Linked DNA regions of Ovis aries: region 2 is linked to region 1. Evidence: chromatin contacts called from public Hi-C data. All regions are on one chromosome and are shown on one strand. The core of a region is the stretch at or near the end of the contact, and the rest is flanking DNA. Distances in the headings are between cores, read along the strand shown. Region 1 overlaps FAM13A (family with sequence similarity 13 member A). Region 2 overlaps FAM13A (family with sequence similarity 13 member A).

Region 1 (5,692 bases), core at 1,078-3,577:
ATTACACTGTAGACAACCAGGAGCCGCCTTCTGTATTTGGAACTATTACGTTAATAAACCATAGGGCCCGTGTAAGTCTGAAGTGTGGTATGGAGTTTGAGGAGCTTCCCTGGTGGCTCAGTGGTTAAGAATTCCATCTGCCAATGCAGGAGACTTGGATTCAGTCCTCAGGTCGAAAAGAACTTCTGGAGAAGGAAATGACAACCCACTCCAGTATTCTTGCCTGGGAAATCCCACGGATAGAGGAGCCTGGTGGGTTACAGTCCATGGGGTCACAAAAGCATCGGACATGACTTAGTCAGTAAACAACAAAAACAAAGTGGAGTTTGAGGGCAAGACACTTCAGTTGGTTTTGTTTAACTGTTTTATAGCTTAAGTCAACAAGTATTTATTATGCACCTGTGAGACAGTAGGCACTCTGTCAGATATGGGATTAGGGATGATTGGTTGTATAATTAACTGTATTTAGATATTATGGTCATACTTTGTTGTTTAATGTAAATGTAGATATCTAACAACTTGCTGTGAGGGAAACCTTTTGCTATTATCAAGGAATTTTAGAACAGAAAGTGTTTATCAGGTACTCTATTAAGACCTTTTAAATAGACATTTATTTGGCCACCTAATGCAAAGAGGCGACTCATTGGAAAAGACCCTGATGCTGGGAAAGATTGAGGGCAAGAGAAGGGGCCAAAAGAGGATGAGATGGTTGGATGGCATCAGCGACTCAGTGGATATGAGTTTGAGCAAACTTCTGGAGATAGTGAAGGACAGGGAAGCCTGGCGTGCTGCAGTCTATGGGGTTGCAAAGAGTCAGACACAACTGAGCAACTGAACAACAAAAATAGACTTTGGGTTTTTATTAAAAAAAAAACAAACACAAAATTTATGTGTATTTTTCCATTCAAAGGAAAATCTTGAAGTTATGAGTCATATCATGTTTATACTGATCAGTTATTTTAAAATAACTGATCTTGTTTACTGTGTTACTGGATTGTTTCTACTTTAACATGAAGATGCTGTGGGATATTTAAATAGTGTAGGATTCTCTACTTACCACCAGATGTCAGAATATGCATACGTATTGTCATATGACTGTCTAGGCCAGTGTGCTAATATGAAAAATTCTGACTTCTGGCATGTTCAGTTTCTGTTGATGGATTCATACGATCATACATGTATTCATTAGATTTTTTAATAAATACTTCAGTTGTAGCTGTCAGTGCTGTATACACGTTATTTTTTGGCATTGCTAATCCATTAAATTGATGTTTCATTATGATTAATCTACATCTCATGAAATCAAATGTGACAGAACCTCAAATGTACGAGAGTAACTCCATAAAGCTTTCTAAACATCTCCTCCCTCTGAACGTTTCTGTTGTAATCATTTCCTAAAAATTTATAATAGGAAACATTAGAGACTGTATTGTCTGGTAAGTTTCATATGGGTATAGTATATAAGTTCATAAGGGACTTTAAAAAACTATATGGATTCTTTTTGCCAGAGTAAAATAGCTGTGTCCTGATTGGAAAGTCACTAAGTATCCTTCGAGTTGTTTGGGTGAGAAAAGTTCCTGAGGGGAGAGTTCTGCAAATAAGTGGAATCAGGGCAGGAAAAATGGTTGAGAAGCATTGACTTTGGTGATTTCTATTTGTAGCTTCTCTGTCCTTTATTAAGGTCCACAGGGATCAGGAATGTTTAAGACTAAAGCCAGTTCTTGGAGCTAGCTAGTTATTTTTCACTAACTGAAAGTACATTTATTTGAGAGAAGGGTCAGAAAACCTTGTTGGAAGAGGGAACCTCAGGTCAAAGCTAGAAAATTACTGTGAAATCAGATCCAGGGGCATTTGCTGGGCCAAAAGCAGGCTCTCAAGCTGGGTAGATAGAGGACTATATTGTCAAGTTATGTATCTTCAGAATTTGGGCCTTGACCAGGAATGGGATTCTCTTTTTTGGGGCGCTATCTGCTTGATGCCAGAATATGTTTCTGAAGTTATAAATGAAGCTTTGTAGAGGAAACAGACTTTGAAGACTTTAAAAATGACTAAGCTGAAGTCTCCCTGTAGTAACTGATACTCTGCAGTATTAAAGCAAGTGGCATATCACATGAGTTATCTGTTGGTGCAAAACAGATGACCCCAAAACATAGTAGCTTAAAACTGTTTATTATCCCACAGTTCCTATGGGTTAGAAATTCGGACACAGCTTAGTTATGTCCTCTGTTTTAAGGTCTCTTTTAAGGCTGCAGTCATGGTGTTGGCTGAGGTTACCATTCATATCAGGACTTGACTGGGTAAAAGTTCATGTCCAAGCTCATTCATGTGGCTGTTGGCAGGATCCGGTTCCTTGTGGCCTGTTGACCTGAGGGTCTGGGTTACTCACTGACTTGTCCAGAAACTGCCCTCAGTTCCTTGCCACGTGGACCTTTCTGTAAGGGAGCTCACAAAATAACAGCTGATTCATCATAGTGAGCAAACAAGAACAGTCAGAGAGAGAACGCAAGCAAGCAATGTAGACATCACAGTCTTATAATCTAATCTCAGAAGTGAGGTTGCAACCTCATCACTTTCTCTTGTTCAGAAGCTAATCACTAGGTCCAGACCACACTCGAGGAGGGGAGAGGATTCCACACGGTATGGATACCAAGAGGTGAGGGTCAGTCACTAGGGCCTGTCGAGAAGCTGCCTAGCTCACAAACAGCCTGGTGTCTCCTCTATTACATGGTGGCCTAGCCATACCAATTGTGAAATATTTTAAATATCATCTCCGGTTCCACAAATTTTTGTCAAAATTGAGCTAAAATTCATATCAATTTTTGATACTTGTGTTCTTTGTAATCCAATAATACGTGTATATGTAGAAGTACAAAAACATCTTACCAGATGACAAATTCCATAAGGATCCTGGTGGTATTTGAAGTTTTTTTCTCAGAGTTGGTTTTTTGTTTTAGTACCTAACATACTGCAGGGCACTTTGCTGAATTAAAGGATTCATAAATGTCTTCTCAAATTACAAAGCAAAATGAAATTAGCTCTCTTTTTCTTTAGAAAGAGAAATACAGTTAGAGGAAAGAGAGACACCAAGGCTGATAGGCACAGACACCTGCCGTCTAAGTAATTCAGACAGGCTTCGGTGCTTCGGTTGTTGGCTGAAATTCACCACTGGACTCTCAAAAAGACAGTGGCGAGTTGAGTCCATGGGTTATTCTTGGATTGTTTCTCACACCTCCAGCATTCCCCCACCATCTGACTCACTTGCTCTCATGGTACTTTGTCTCCTTGAACCCAGCACACTGAGCTGGAAATCATTGTCCTCTACCTCAAACCAGCTGCCACCCTTCCACCACAACCCCCTCCCCACCTCATTCTTTACAGTACTTTTCCCTGAATCCCTAGTTTTCAAATATTAAAGTTCCTTTTCAGCCTTCTCCACTTCTCTGTTTTCTTTGTATGTACCAAGTTCCCAAATCATCTTTATTCTTTCCTTGCCACTCCCTTCCCACCATAGTTTCTGTCTTACTGCCTTACGTAGACTGTAGTCACCCTAAGGCAAGCTCTCTGCCCTCTGCGTTCTCTACTTACTAGCTAGGTCTTCTTTCAACCTTGTTTATGTTGTCTCCCACAGTCAAGCACACATTTAATGCTCCATTGGTAAATTATGATAAAGTCTTTACCCTGTGTCTTGACATGCATTACCCTATACTTACCATTTCTTCCATTTTATTAACCCATGACTCTTTGCCTTAAACACTTCATATTTTCACCTGCCCACCTTTCTCTCTGTTCTCCTCTCTCAGCTTCTCTATTCATATATTGGTTTCTCTTTGTCAGGGATCGATTACATTTTTTGGGGTTGTGAGGCTTAATCCTTTTGTGGCCCTCTTTAAGAGAAAGAATACAGAATTAAGAGTACAGAAAAAGGGTAGAACACTGGAGAAGGCCCCAGTAAATGCGAGGCTTCTCCGTGAAGCCTTCTCGGCTGACCCCAATTAACACTAATAATCACAGATCAATAGGCTAAAGGCCAAGATCTTTTCTTAACTACTTTACAGTCTCTAGGTCTTACAGTTTGTATTTATTGATTACTAAAGAAGTAATAGTTCTTTATCAAATAATTGCAAAGGTAATCATATACAGGTAAGAAGTTTCTTCCATACGTGTTATTCTTTTTTAAATAGTTGTTCTTAAAATGATAAGCTGTTTTTGGAGCCCAGAGTAAATTTCTGTTGTATACTGTAGAAGATGATATGAATGACATTTCTTTGTAGAGTAGTGTGTGTGCTGTGTTTGTTGTGTCCTGACCTTATTTTTAGAGGTCAGCTTTCACAACAATCATATATGATGTTTTGGGTTGATATATAGTAAATGGGAAAACTTATTATTCTAAGAAAACATTTTTGTAAAATGTGAAAACCTTCCAGTGCTTGATAATTATTCAGGAAATTTTATACTGAGGTTTGATTGTTACTGTCCTTTCGAGTTTGTATTTGTGAGAGACCTCTGTTTATTTTCTGCGTGTCGTCTTGGCTGTTTCAGGACTCACCCAGGAAGGCCTTTTCCGGGTGAATGGCAACGTCAAGGTGGTGGAACAGCTTCGATGGAAGTTTGAGAGCGGGGTGCCCGTGGAGCTAGGGCGAGATGGGGACGTGTGTGCGGCTGCCAGCCTGTTGAAGCTCTTCCTGAGGGAGCTGCCCGAGAGTGTGATCACCTCCACACTGCAGCCTCGCTTCCTTCAGCTCTTTCAGGGTCAGTACACCAAATCCTTCTAGGAATTAAAGCAATTTTATTTTTCACCTGACAGATTTTAAATATTTGCAATTTCTCCATTACTGTCACCTTGTATCTTATTCTAGATCCTTACCTTCTACCCTAAAATAATACTAAACTGATTATGAAATGCTATTATTAAATATAATTTCTAAGACTGTTTGCATATGAATATATAAATAACATAGTAGTTAAAAGCCCTGGTGCTTTTGGGCCAAAGAAATTCTTTTCTGACTAGTTAGTGATTGCCATCAAAGTACTAAGACTGAGGCATTAAATTCTGTGTAGGGAATATTGATTAAATTGTGTTTGCTTAGTGTCCTTTGAGACTGAAAAGTCACTAGTGTGCTTTCTCATAAGCAATATTGAGTCCTAAAATAGTATTTGTTTTATATAGTTGAAGTTAAAATTGATTGTTTAGAGGTCCTTAAGCATCTGTTTTTCTTTGAGGTAGCGTTCATTTGCAATATTATATTCGTTTCAGGTATACAACATAGTGATTCAAAATGTTTATATGTTATACTTCATTTAAAGTTATTATAAAGTATTGGCTATATTCCCTGTGCTGTCCAATATATCCTTGTACCTTATTTATTTTATCTGTAATAATCTGTGCCTCTTAATCCCCTACCCCCACCTGTGTTGCCCCTTATCTCTTCCTTCTTCTCACTGGTAGCTTCTGGGATGTCCTCTATTTCTCCAAGTCTGTTTCTATTACATGTATTCATTTGTTTTATGTTTTTCAATTTCACATTTAAGTGATAAGACAATATTTGTCTTTCTCTATCTGACTTATGTCACTAAGCATAATATTGTCCAGGCTCATCCATGTTGTTGCAAATGTCAAAATTTCATTTTATTTTATGGCTGAGATATGTATACACACACACACACACACACACACACATATATGTGTATATAC
Region 2 (5,692 bases), core at 1,629-4,128, 200 kb after region 1:
AGTAAGCTGCACAATGATATAATAACTGTTAAGAAAATAGATCTGTATTCTGCTAAAATATTGTTTAGGGAGTTAAGTTGATGAAAGCTAAAATAGAATCAGCGTAATTTCTTCCAAAATTATTAGTCCTTAGTCCTAATAAACCTATGTAAGAGGAATAATGTGAATTTGCATTCAAGATTGCTGATCACTTTATTCACTGTCTCCCTATGTCTGCGGATTTAATTTGGTTGACTTACAATCCTCACGTCAGCCTGTGCCTGCCTGTGATCAAACACATCTTGAAGGCAAGGAACAGGTAGGCTTGTGTGGTTCTCTTTGTTAAGGGAAGTTAAGCACTTGTGTAGAAAGCTTTCTGGTTCCTACACATAATTGCTTCTTCCAAGCCCAGTACAGTGTCTTTGACTAAGGATTTCTGTGACCTCTAGTGGAGATGACTGTTGGCAGCCACCTCCACTGTTATCCGGCCTGGAGCAGGAAAGTTGCAGAGTCTTGAGTTGTGGGCTGAATGCATTGCTCCATTCTATTTAAGAACACTGAGGGGCTAGAAGTTGAATTAACAGTGGATGAGGGAAAGAATAACTTTAAATACCAGTTAAGAGAAACTCATGCTCACTCATGTTTGTATTGAGCAGAGAGCCCAGTGCTTCTCATACTTTAGCTGCATGAGAATTACCTAGGGAACTTATTTTAAAATCAGTGTCTTGTTGCTCCTCTCTTTCCCTAGACTTACTGAATCTGAATCTGGGTGTGACAGGGAAGTATCAACATTTTAACAAGCTTCCTGAAAGTAAATATGGTACAAATGGTCCACACACTCAGAGAAACACTGATCTAAACTCTAGTTAATGATTATAACTTACATAAAGCCATTGACAGCAGGTATATATAAGATACTAACACAATACTACTCAACATCCCCAAATACACATTGAATATCAGGACCTTATGTGAAGTGTCTTTGTCTTAATTGATGTTTTCATTTACTAGACGGTCAGTGTTACCTATTAAAAGATACTTACAGTGTTTTTTAATGTTTTCTTTATGACCAAATACTACTCTGTATTGCCAGTGATACTAAGGGAATGAAGACATAGTTCTGCTTCAGAGAGCTCACATGCTAGTGAGGACGCAGACACATGACCAGACAATTACAATACTTGTGGTGGATTTGGTAATGGACATTATAATTAACATAATAATAGAGATGTACCTGCATGGATAATATTACCCTATGTTTTATTTAACCTCATATAAGTGTATGATCTTTTTAGAGGGCATGTTTGTTCCCCAGTGTCTGCTTAGCTTATAATTCCCATGAGAGACTTTTTAGCCTTTCTTAGCATGTTGTGAAAGTGTATAGAAGATAAATTTGTTACTGCTAATCAGTAACTAAGATGAGAATAACAGATTGAAGGCTAAGAATGAAGTAAAATACTTTGGTTCCCTTCAATGTGTTTTACTATCTGTTTATAACTTAACATAATTTGCAGACTTTCTCCAGGATGGAAGTGACTATGTTGAAACACCATTTTTAGAAAAACTGCAAAGGCTGAATGTTTAAAATTTGATCCTCTGTAAAGAACTCAGTTCTTAAAGTTCACTGCAAAATGACTTAAACTAATGATAGAACTTATAGTACATCTATTGAGATGGTTAAATTATTCCAGTTATTTTCAGAAATACTAAATTATTTGTACTGTATAGCATTGTATTGATATTCTTGCCAACTAAAAAAGTGCTCCCAAGGAAATAGAATAATATTAGAATTAAGTAGAGAAACTATATAAAGAATTGAAAGAAGTTTTTTCTCAGGTACTAAATTTACCTTCAGGGTTTACCTGGTGGCTCAGTGCTAAAGACGCTTACCTGGTGAGCTCAGTGGTAAAGAATTCGCCTACCAGTGCAGGAGATGCGAGTTCATTTCCTTGGTTGGGAAGATCCCGTGGAGAAAGAAGTGGCAATCTACTTCAGTATTCTTGCCTGGAAAATCTTGTGGACAGAGGAGCCTGGAAGGCTACAATCCATGGGGTCACAAAAGAATCAGACAAGACTTAGCGACTAAACAACAACAAATTTACTTTCTGTCACTAAAGAGATAGTTTATTAGACTCTAGACTTCACTTATACCTCAAGCTCCTTTCGTGATTCATATTCCATTGTATTTTTTTCCTTGGATGTTTGGAGCCTCACCTCCAAAATGGTGAGGATCTCCATTTTATATGTAGAAGATTTCAGTGAGCTAAGAAATAGCCTTTACTCACTCTTATGTCCATGACAAAGCTCTCAACTTCACAGCAGTATTTTGATTTGCTAGGCTAACTTTCAGATAGTCACTAACTCATCTTATGGCCACAAAAACTAATGATGGAAGATGAAGTTAAGTGCACTAATGACTAGTCTAGATTCCTTTGATTTTAATGCATCGTCATCTGCTTTCACATCCCTTTTTCCATTTGATTTATTTATGAAAGTGGGAAACTGAGATGAATAATGTCAGTATAACTCTCTTTTCATTACTTCATCAAGCAAATTATGATATTCAATATACATTATTGAATATTTATTTCATGATGGTGAAATATACCAAATTGCAAATTGCAGTGGCTCTTTAAGATTTATAGTGACAGTATTAATTAACATATATTAGTGACCCAGCATGGGAAAATGTCACTGAACCTCTTATCAACAGAATCCATTTGGCCTTTCTAAGTATCGGTTTTCGGAATATTCTTTTGCAAACAAGTAAACGTTGGTCACTTGGGATGATGGGGGACTTAACCAAGGAACAACCCCGGCAATAATGGGCCAGCTTGTGAATCTCCTGTGTGATGTTAGAGAGCCCTCTACTGTTTGTGGTGGTGACGCCTTAGGTTAATTTATCTGAAAACTCATGCTATTCCAAACTTGTTTGCACTTTGATAGCACTCAGCCTCCCCAGCCTTCCCTTCTATGACCCACCTCAGTCTCAGAGGGAGTTAAAAGCTGCCTTACCTCCAGTCTGGGTTAACCCTTCTGGGGTTGAGTATCTGAACTTTGATTTCATCACCAGTGTGGTCTGCATTTGGTAGTAATGAGAACGAGTGAGAACAAGGGAGACCTCCATGGGCTCTGCTGTCATGAGATGGTTGCAGTGGCTCTGAAGCCTAAATATTTGCTGTTTACCCCAAACCAAGAAGCTAGTGTGAATTAAAGTGACGGTTATTCTTAAGTTTTAGAGAGATCACCCTGTCTAAAGTACTGGGTAAAAAAGAAGAGGTACTAGAGAGTCAGCAGATAACAGTGGGGAAAGCAATGAAAGATAGTAAACGCGCCGTCAAGAAACGTATCCAGATATCCAGACACTGACAGTGAGTTAGCCATGTGAATTTGGGCAAGTCATTTTCTTTACCTATGAAGTAGGGGTGATAATGCCTAACATACTTACTTAGAGGGGAAATTTTGTAGTTAAAGAATATTATAGTTCTTTGTAAATGATAAAACTATTCAAATTCATATACTAGAGCTTTAGTCCCTAGGGTGATGGTATGTTAAAGTGGGACCTTTGGGAATAATTAGGTTTGCATGAGCTCATGGAGGTGGGACTCCCATGATAGGATTGGTGCCCTTACGAGGAGATAAAAGTACCAGAGCACAGTCTCCCCGTCCACCAACCCCATCCAGGTGGAGGTACAGCAAGGAGATGGCAGTCTGCACGCCAGAGAGAGCTCTCAGCAGAACCTGACCGTGCTGGCACCCTGATCTCAGGCTTCCAACCTCTGGAAATGTGAGAAGTCAGTGTTTCTGTTGTTGAAGCCACCCCATCTGTGGCACCTTGTTATAGCAAGCCATTAAGAATGGTTGTAAAGTGAAAGTGTTAGTTGCTAAGTTGTGTCTGAGTCTTTGCAACCCCATGGGCTGTAGCCTGCCAGGCTCCTCTGTCCTTGGGATTCTCCTGGCAATAATACTAGAGTGGGTAGCCATTCCCTTCTCCAAGGGATCTTCCCAAACCAGGGATTGAACCCAGGTCTCCTGCACTGCAGGCAGATTCTTTACCGTCTGAGCTACCAGGGTAATAATTGAAAAAAATTAGTTAAAAAAAAAAATTTCCTATTCCCTCTGGCAGGTATCACCTATTCCTTTGTGTTTGTTTCAGAGCCAAAGATTAGGAAATATTTCAATGTGTTTGCTGATGTTCTAAAAATATTCTCTTATCCATTAATATCAACCCACTCAAAAAAGAAACTTACTGTATATTACGTTCTAAATTGCTGCCTCCCGAAGGCGATCTTGCTGTATCTGTAATAATGATAAATAGCACTTTGCTGAACAAGAATCTCAGAGACAAATGAAAGCTTCCAGCTGCCTTGAAAACAGTTTTGTGACTAAACCAAAATTTTCTTTAAGCTCCACACAAAGCTTTGGGTTTGCAATGAAGTGAAAAAAATTTCTTTTCCTGCTCTCAAGCCAGAACAAACAGATAGAGTATGTGGCAAGCCCGTATTCAAACATTGCCTTGCCCGAACATATCCTTTTCTGGGTTCACAGTACCCTACAAAAAGTGTAGTGTTTACATTACTGGCACAATGGCAGCACTCCCACATCTAACTGTGCAGTGGGAGAAAATAAATTCTCTAAATAAGGGTGGGAGAAAGCCCATGGCACAGTTGCAGTTCCATTAAGTTTGGAATAACAGGGAACAAAATAACTTAAAATAATCAACATACAGCTATCTGAGAATGCATCCAGTTGGGAAATTTAATTTTACAAATTATAAACGGGGTATGTTTTCACAATGCATAATCACACGGTCATGTCAGGATTCAGCATGGTCTGAGCGATGCTGATTTTATTCCTCAGCCACTGACAGAACACCCAGAATGTTCTGGGTACCTTGCAAGGTGCTGCAGGGGACAAAGATAAAGACCAGTCCAGGAGGTGAAGCCAGCTTCCAAACTCTGGAATCTGTGGCATCATGTGCTGGGCACTGGTTTATGGTTGTGGACAGAGTGTCTGGGAACCTGCATGGAGAAGTCTCTCCCCTCTCCAGGGTGATGGAGATGGCCTCCCAGATTAGATGACATTTGAGCTGAGAGATGAAGTATTTACCAGACAGAGAGAGAAGTGCCGGAAGCATTCAAGACAGAGGGAACAGCACGTACAGACAGGGTTACGAAAGTGCAGTGCGAGGTTGATGGAAGCTCGCTGCCCTTGTGTGCCAGGTTTGGACATCTGGACTTCACCCCAAAGACAAAGAGGAAACAGGAGAGGGTTTCAGGTTAGGAAGATAAATCTGATGGGAGTATTAAGGATAAACTGGTCTGGATGGCAGGGGAAAATGAGTATTGCCACTGTGAGGGACTAAAGCGGTGGAAATGGAAAGGAAAGGTCAGATTCAAGAGATTTGTCTCTTTTTGAGATAGAATCAGTGCAGTTTGGTGACCGACCATGAGTAGGAGTGAGGGATTTTTTTTTTTTTTTTTAAGGAGAGCAGTTGGCTGTTAATGCAACTGAAATTATTATAACAGGAATGAGGACTCTGTCCAGTGACTTCTAAACGCATCTCCAGCCAGGATCCCCTGTAAAGTACGATGTGAGACTCTCAGCTGTGTCAGCTGGTCCACAGGTAGTAATAGTTTCCTTTTTACTTTCTCACTATAGGAAAAGATTGAAGAGACAGAAGGTAAAGCAGCCCCACCCCTCCCTGCTTAAA

Evidence for each region. Hi-C and Micro-C count contacts between places; a contact is called where the count stands out from the background.
Region 2: a contact with region 1 is called in a Hi-C map of liver, with 5 times the contacts expected there. The contact joins two enhancer-like sites. A contact is called at or near these places in 9 of 16 Hi-C or Micro-C datasets (liver, mesenteric adipose tissue, mixed tissues and 5 more).

The regions. Positions count from the first base shown.
Region 1 is chr6:36,399,199-36,404,890 of ARS-UI_Ramb_v3.0, forward strand. FAM13A (family with sequence similarity 13 member A) reads left to right here. Exons shown (of 24, transcript XM_060416890.1): 3 at 4,540-4,749. Among named protein-coding and RNA genes, the nearest start is that of FAM13A, 48 kb to the left of the region's middle. Within about 2 kb of position 2,328, at least 14 of the 54 cell types and tissues checked have an H3K27ac peak or open chromatin away from gene starts, as enhancers often do. A contact at or near this core is called in liver, where this site is marked.
Region 2 is chr6:36,597,308-36,602,999 of ARS-UI_Ramb_v3.0, forward strand. All of the region lies in intron 8 of FAM13A (family with sequence similarity 13 member A), which reads left to right. Among named protein-coding and RNA genes, the nearest start is that of NAP1L5, 140 kb to the right of the region's middle. Within about 2 kb of position 2,879, at least 8 of the 54 cell types and tissues checked have an H3K27ac peak or open chromatin away from gene starts, as enhancers often do. A contact at or near this core is called in liver, where this site is marked.